Regions from separate parts of the Astyanax mexicanus genome. Here region 2 is linked to region 1. Evidence: chromatin contacts called from public Hi-C data. All regions are on one chromosome and are shown on one strand. Each heading gives the region's core, a stretch centred on a gene start, on an enhancer-like site or on the middle of the called end of the contact. The rest is flanking DNA. Distances are from core to core; before and after follow the strand shown. Region 1 holds the start of dnai3 (dynein axonemal intermediate chain 3). Region 2 holds the start of c13h1orf52 (chromosome 13 C1orf52 homolog).

Evidence for each region. Hi-C and Micro-C count contacts between places; a contact is called where the count stands out from the background.
Region 2: a Hi-C map of muscle shows a contact between it and region 1, with 12 times the contacts expected there. The contact joins the promoter of c13h1orf52 here to the promoter of dnai3 in region 1. A contact is called at or near these places in 2 of 3 Hi-C or Micro-C datasets (both in muscle).

What each region holds. Positions count from the first base shown.
Region 1 is chr13:6,798,295-6,802,185 of AstMex3_surface, forward strand. dnai3 (dynein axonemal intermediate chain 3) reads left to right here and starts at 1,772. Exons shown (of 23, transcript XM_022677286.2): 1 at 1,772-1,923. mcoln3b (mucolipin TRP cation channel 3b) reads right to left here and starts at 133. Exons shown (of 14, transcript XM_022677284.2): 1 at 27-133.
Region 2 is chr13:6,949,108-6,952,998 of AstMex3_surface, forward strand. c13h1orf52 (chromosome 13 C1orf52 homolog) reads right to left here and starts at 2,080. Exons shown (of 3, transcript XM_007236609.4): 1 at 1,667-2,080; 2 at 317-518. The coding sequence starts at 1,957.

The sequences.
Region 1 (3,891 bases), core at 522-3,021:
ACCAATAAAATACTGAGAACACTTACTACTAACGTGCTTTTATAGAGCGGCCCTATAAACACAGAGGCTCGGTCAGGAGTTCAGGGTGAGGCAGGCTCACCTGCACCACTGCAGCTCCAGTGTGCACCATTACACTCTTAATAGGAGACCAGACTGGAGGGGCGGGGTAGAGCATAGCGGGGCGGGGCTTACCTTCTGTCAATCAAACAGTTCCTCCTCTGAAAAGTGAAGTAGAGCTGGTTTACGTAGATATGGTCAACTGTTAACCGCTAGAGGGAGCACGCGAGTGAGTCAACCAATGAATGGCGTGAATGGAGCTAAAAGCTAAAAACTCCAATAAAAAATAGTAACGAACTTTTTTTTCAGAATATTCCTTTCATTTAGCAAGGTAGAATAAAGTATTTCGCTAGAAACTGAAATAAATCCACTGAATGGGTGCCATTTGCTTCTTGTAACTCTTTCAAATTAAATTTATTTATTTGATTTTTTTAGCTCTTTTATTGAATCTAATAACACATATATTTAACTATTCAAAACATGTACCGGTCAATGTCAGAGAGCTTTACTTTATTTTTTTTTACTAGATTTCTAAAACTGAAGATGGTTACAAAACTAGTGACATTTAAAAAGCATGTTTAAAAGCAAGTCAACTAATTCCTTTAATTTTCTCTCAAGAAAGTGTTAATTAAAAAAAAAAAAAAAAAGAATGACTACATGTTCAAATAATTGATATTTATGACAAAAAAAACACTGTTACTGGCACTCATTCCTGTTACTTGTATGTTTTGAGTAACATGAATTAAAGGAACAGAAATTAGTTTTTAGCTTAGAATTAGCAAAAACAATTAACAAAAAAAAAAAATAGCTAAGTGGTGGCACATTCTAGTGATTTTTCCAAAATATGTATTTTAAAAACAAATAAATAAGATCTAATAATTAATTTAGGCAACAAAACAGGTAAAAAATGAGAAAACTTAATGTTGGTCTTCCCATGATCTTCAGAACAACCAATTGATGTCACTTCCTGTTGTAGATTGAAGAACTTGTAGAATGTTCCAGATGTTTCAGATGGGGTAATAAGTTACGGTAACAGAAATTAGTGAAACCCAGGGACACAACTAAAATGTGCATTTTTTTTACTTAAATATTAAGGATTTATTATGGAATATATATATATATATATATATATATATATATATATATATATATATATATATATATATATATATATATATATATATATATATATTGGTAAAGTTTATAGTTAGAGAGTGGGGGCAGGTAACAAATGCTATTTTTCAGTGTTCTAAGTAGTTTTTATTCATCCTTTTAATACATATCTTACTTTTGCAATAAGGTCAATGTACAAGACCCTGTGCTTAATAATAAAATGTATTTTAAAATTATTTTGTGTACACATTTATACATGCAATTTCCTGGGCGACAAAAATTGCACCAATTTGGTGGAATGGTCCTTCAAATCTTTTTTAAGTTTAAAGTTTTACACATAAAGTACACGGTGCTAAAACATGTGTTATTGTTCTGCGTTGAGAAAATTAGTATATTTTTCAGTGTAAAAAATACTAAACGTTAATAAACTCTAATTTTGCTCAGTCACTCCATAGGAACCCATTCATTTTGGACTCTCTCTGTAGCACCATCTGCTGGCCCAACAAACCCACCAAAAGTGGGTATCCTCCTCACTATAGACTAAAGAGGCGTGGCTTAGCTTTTGTCAATCAAACAGTGTAGCGCGCCAGAAGCCCCGCCCTCGTAACCACTGGCAACCTGTTTCACCACGGAAATGCTGCTGGTGTGTTTTCAGATCTCAGCGTTAGTTAGTTAAGGCTAGTTAAGCTGGTTTATGCTGTTTAAAGATATTTATTAAGGTGTTTTAATGCGACTGAGCCGATAAACAGAGAGGTAAAGACTCCAGAGATTTTAAACACTTTTCACTATTAAGTTTTAGGTTTTAGTGTAGATTAATTATGAGTTTTTGTAGGGTTTAAACCGCCTGACTGATGAATAAATGCAGCTGAAAGTCAGACTAGTTAGTAAACTAGGTTAGCTAGCATTTCGCTGTCTTTCTAACAAGCTGAATTATTTTATTTAGTTAACTAAACTAACTTATTTGGTCACTTAATTAGATTAACATAGTGAAAATGTGTAATTGTTGTATTCGAGGATGTTAGTTTTGTTAGTTTATTGTAACCGTAAATGTTCTAAACATGTAAGTTAATGTTTTTATGAATCCAAACCCAGATAATGCATATTTGTTGAATCAACGTTATTTTTTTTTGTTTATGCAATGTTATGTTTTTTATACAGTACCAGTCGAAAGTTTGGACACACCTCTTCTCAATTAATGCTTTTTCTTTTGTTTTATCATTTTTTTCCCATTGTAAATTTAATATTGAAGACTACATTAAAGCTAAACAAGAACACATGCTGAATTATTCTGTATTCTATTGTTTATTAGTGATAAACAAATCAGAATATGTTTTATAGCTGCTTTAGATTCTTCTAAGTAGCACATTTATCTTTGAGGACAGATCTGCTCTTGGTATTTTGATTTTAGTGTCTTCATGAGGGAGAGTCACCTGGAATAGTTTTCTAAACAATTTGAAGGAGTTTCTGGAGGTGCTGTAGTACAATAGTTGCTGCTTTTCCTTCACGCTGTGAAGCTCGAGCTCACCCCAAATAAATCACCTCAAATCACCATCTCAGATTATCAGGTTTAGATCAGGGGATTAATGTGGTGGACAAACACTTTTTTACTGTTTGCTACATAATTCTATATATATGTCCCTTAGTTATTTCTATGTATTTAATATTAATCTACAATGTAGATAAAAAAAAGTAAATAAAGAAACAAAGAAAAACATTATAGGAGAAGGTGTGTCCTAACCTTTGACTGGTACTGTTTGTATGGTTTGTATTAAACTTTATTAACATTAAATATGTATATCTTGTATTATCATATTTTGTTTTTTATAGCGTATACTGTGCACTTGCGGTGTAGAAAAGCACAATTAAATAATAATAATAATAATAATAATTAAGTTTCCATATCAGTGCACTAATTCCTTTGTTTAGTCTTATACAGGCAATAAAAAGTTATTTCATTGTATTACATTTTCTTTTTAAAGCTTAAAATCATTCTGAGAAACAGTTGTGTTAAAGTGACAGTCTGTAAGGTGTGTAACTGCATTGATTCATGCTAAAAAGAGCTTGTAAATTGTGGTGCAGTCGCTAGTGATTTTACTGAGGACTCTCTTCAGATCTAATTCTGTGTTTCTTTAGTTTAACGATGCATAAATGAGCAGATAAAGACTGTTTAAGAGTCTGTTCTTCTGATATACTCCAAGGCTGCAGTAGCTCTTGTTTCAGCACTATTAACAGCATCATGGTTGTTCAGGTAACCAGCAAAAGCTATTATATAGCCAGAAAAAAGATCCTGGGAGCTACCAGACCACTGTTTTACAATGAATATATTTGGCTTTGCAAGAATAGTATCTAAAGCAAACTCTCAAATGAGATCTTTAGAATATTTAATATATAGTGTTTTGTTCCCTCTCCACAAAGAAAAAACAAGCTGAAATGCTTGAATTTTTGCACCAGGAGTGGCATAAAGTTATCCAAAAGCAGTGTGTAAGACTGGTGGAGGAGAACATGCCGAGATGCATGAAATCTGTGATTAAAATCAGGGTAATTTCACCAAATATTGATTTCTGAACTCTTAAAACTTTGTAAATATTAATATGTTTTTTTTTTTTTGCATTATTTGAGGTCTGAAAGCTCTGCATCTTTTTTATTTCAGCCATTTATTATTTTCTGCAAATAAATGCTCTAAATGACAATATTTTTATTTGGAATTTGAGAGAAATGTTG
Region 2 (3,891 bases), core at 830-3,329, 150 kb after region 1:
ACCACAGCTAAATCCCATTTAGCTACAAACACGTGCACATACATCCACACACGTGTACGCCCTGGTAGCAACAGAGCATGCTGGGAGTGAAACAAAATCAGGAGGAAAAGCCTGTGAGAGAGAAAATACACTGTGTGGAGTTGAATTTTAACTCTAAGTAACAACACAAACGCTGTGGATTGTTAAACACTAAGGGATGTTAGAAAAACTCCCAGGGAGTTACAGTGTGATAGTATCCATGTGGTTTTTCAATGTCACAATGATTGGACGAACAGAAACAAAATAAAAACAGGAAGAAGATCTGTGTGTTTCTTACCCGATTCCTGCTGCTCATCTTCAGGTAGGAAAAGAGCACGCCCTGTGTTCTGCTGTGGAGCATCATCTCCGTTATCTTCATACACGTTGGACCACTTTATTGCCATGTCCATTCCTGGTGGAGGTCCCTTCTTCTCCTCCGTCACATAGCTCTGTGGAGGTGGGACTGCGTTGCTCTTCCACACCTTGAACTCCTTAGCAGGCTAAATCAGAGAAACCAGCAAAAGCAGACTGTTAGAATCAGAACATTAGACAGGCGTGAAGTGACCATAATAATAATAATAATAATAATAATAATAATAATAATAAAATAATATGATAAATACAACAAAGAAAAATAAAAAAACATGTTCTAATCTCCCCTATTCCATTAACTGTACCCTGATGTATTAAGTCAGGCTTTCCCAATATCCTACCCAATTTTCAGCAGGGAGCATTTTGAAATATGGTGCTTTTTTCTGTTTTTTTTTTTTTTTTGTAACGTGTAAATATATATTAGGGTAGCACGGTTTGACAGGATAACACAACAACAGAACACCTGTTATGTTTTTTGAGTGTATTTCGGTGTTAATATATAAATTCTGCTATTATTCCTTAAGTTAATTTATCTTCTGGGCGTTTAAAGAGGATTTAATCCCCATGTTCAGCTGTTTCTATTGTTTTGAAGTGATAGAGAAAGCTAGAAAACCACCCACAGGAATGTACTCACAGGAAGCAGATGGAGATGCAGGGCATGGCAGAGATAATCGTACGACGACGTTTTAGGGCCATACAAAAAATTACAAATAAAAACAGTTCTCTTTGAGAATAAAGACGTAATATTACAACTTTATTCTCATAATATTACGACTTTATACTAATATGATCACACAAGTTGTAATATTACGAGAATAAAGCAGGTTATAAATATCAATTAGTCCTGTAACAGAAAATGCTCCTTTCAGTGCTCCTCTCTTAAACAGCAACTCACGCAATTAGAACTACATTTCCCTTAAAATACTACGACGTAATATTACGACGTAATCTAGTAATATTACATCTTTATTCTCGTAATATTACGACTTTAATCTCGTAATATTATGTCTTTAATCTCGTAATATAATGTCTTTATTCTTGTAATATTACGTCTTTATTCTCGTAATATTAGGACTTTAATCTCGTAATATTAAGTTTTTATTCTCGAAGTGAACGGTTTTTATTTATTTTTTGCATGGCCCTAAAACGCCGTCGTATAATCGTGACTAATCGATAGATTAAAAAAAAATTCGATAGATTAGTCGACTACCCAGAACAGTGATTATCTGCAGACCTCCTCCTGTTTGCTCCTGTTAGAACACCGGAGCTCTCTTACCTCCTCGGGCGCTTTAACGATGCGGCTCTCCCAGTCGATGTGCTTGTTGAGCGGGTTGTAGAGGAAGGCGGGTTTGCTGACGGTTCGGAACAGCTCGTCCGGGCCGGGTAGCGGCGCTGCGGCCGCTTTGTGTCCACCTGAAGGAGCTGCAGGGGCGGCTGGAGCCGGATCCCCGCGCCGCCGCCGCTGCTTCTCCCCGGCCTCCTCCTCCTCGCTGTCGCTGCTGGAGCTCACATCATCACAGCCCAGCCCGAAGAAGTTCGGCAGCTCCTTCTGCTTACTGTCGCCCATCCTGCAGCTCCGCGCTCCGCTGATTAACTATATAAACAACTAATCCACTGACCCACACCGACCAGCGGCTGAATCAGAACCCCCCGCGGTAAACAGCGGACATGCTGATAGAGGCGCACACTGATGAGGTCAAGCCAGGGTTGCCAGGTCAAAACAAAAAATCTCCAGCCCAAAGCCAGCCTAAAACCCGCCCTTCAGAAGCGTAAATTAGGCCAAAATATATGTCTGTCACACGTTTAAAGCAAATGTCAAAACAACTATAAGTGTACGACTTATTATTTTGTTTTCTGAGTTATTATCAGTATTGTTATTTATCTTAGTTATTAATAATATTATAACATTAGTGTTTTATTAGTTATTTATAATTAACAGTTTATATCCCAGTCAATAACATTTAACAGTAACATAACTAGCAAAAAAAGAGCTGACTTTTATTTACTCATTTCTGTTCTCGCTTCTACGCGTGTTTACGTAACATCCAAGGCGACACCCACTTTTTTGTTGTTTTTGACGACCGCAATAATTTTAAAAGTAGCCCAAAAACGTACCCCACCACCCCTGAATTTTTACCCGCGACTGGATTTTTGAATAAGCTCAATGTGGCGGGAAAACCGCGAACCTGGCAACTCTGGGTCGAGACAGTAACGTGAAGTCCAACCAACTTTCTTCCAGCAGGGATTCTTCTCCAGGCGCACCGCGCGGCTCTGACCGCTAGATGGAGACAGAGCACTACAAATCAGACCCTTAACCAAGAGGAGCACCAGAGGCTCTCTCTAATAGACACAACACACACTTACCAATCTCTTCCTACAGCTATAACACTGAATAATTAATGTGTTATGTAGTAAAAAAAAAAAAGTTATATATTTAGTACCAGTCAAACGTTTGGACACCTTAAATGCAGTGTTTTTTCAATATTGTATTATTATTCTGCTTTGAAGATTACTACTAAAACCATCCAAACTATGAAGAAAAACACATTAAATTATTTAGTAAGCAAATAGTGTTAAATAAACCAGAATATGTTTTTTTTAATCAAAATAGCACCTCATGCTCAAAAATGACAGTTTTGCACAACTTGAATGGATTTTCCCATTCAGCTTTATGAGGTAGAGTCACCTGGAATTCAGGCTTTCAGTTAACAGCTGTGCTGAACTTGTCAAGAGTTAATTACTTAAATTGCTTGCCTCTTAATGTGTTTGAGAGCATCAGTTGTAAAGTTGTGAAGAGGTAGGGTTACAGGTACACAGTGAATAGCTCTATTTGAATAATGTTCTAATTCATATTATAGCAAGAACTTGTCAACTAAGTAAAGAAAAAATACTTTACTACTGGCTCTCATTAGGAGCGGCCCAGGAAAGAAAAGACCAAGAGTTACCTCAATATAAGTTAATCAAAGTATCAGCCTCAGAAACTGCAAGTTAACAGCTCCCCAGATAAGAGCACCTAAATGCTTTACAGAGTAATATGGTTTGTTTAACACTTTTAAGTTACTACATGATTCCTTATGTGTTCCTTCATAGTCTGGATCACTTTAGACTTAATTTATTATTATATAGAGAAAAAAACACACAAATAAAAATACTGAATGAGTTGGTGTATCCAAACTTTTGACTATATATTTGTCTATATTCATAAAGCCAGAGATTTACATGTACCTGTGTACTGAATATTACATCAAAGTTCCAATCCAAGAATACTCTTTAGTAAGAAAATGGAGAGTGAATTTGTTTCTTTTCATTTTTTATCTTAAAATGAATTATGGTGATATTTTGGAGTCTCTTGTAGTGAGACTCAGCAAAATTCTAAGCAAAAGACTCTTAATTCTCATACTAAAATCTGATTGGCTCAGACACAGACAGTATGCAGACCTGTTTACCTTCCTTAGGCAGTCATAGTAAGTTGTGGCCAGGTATTAATATTATTACCTAGAT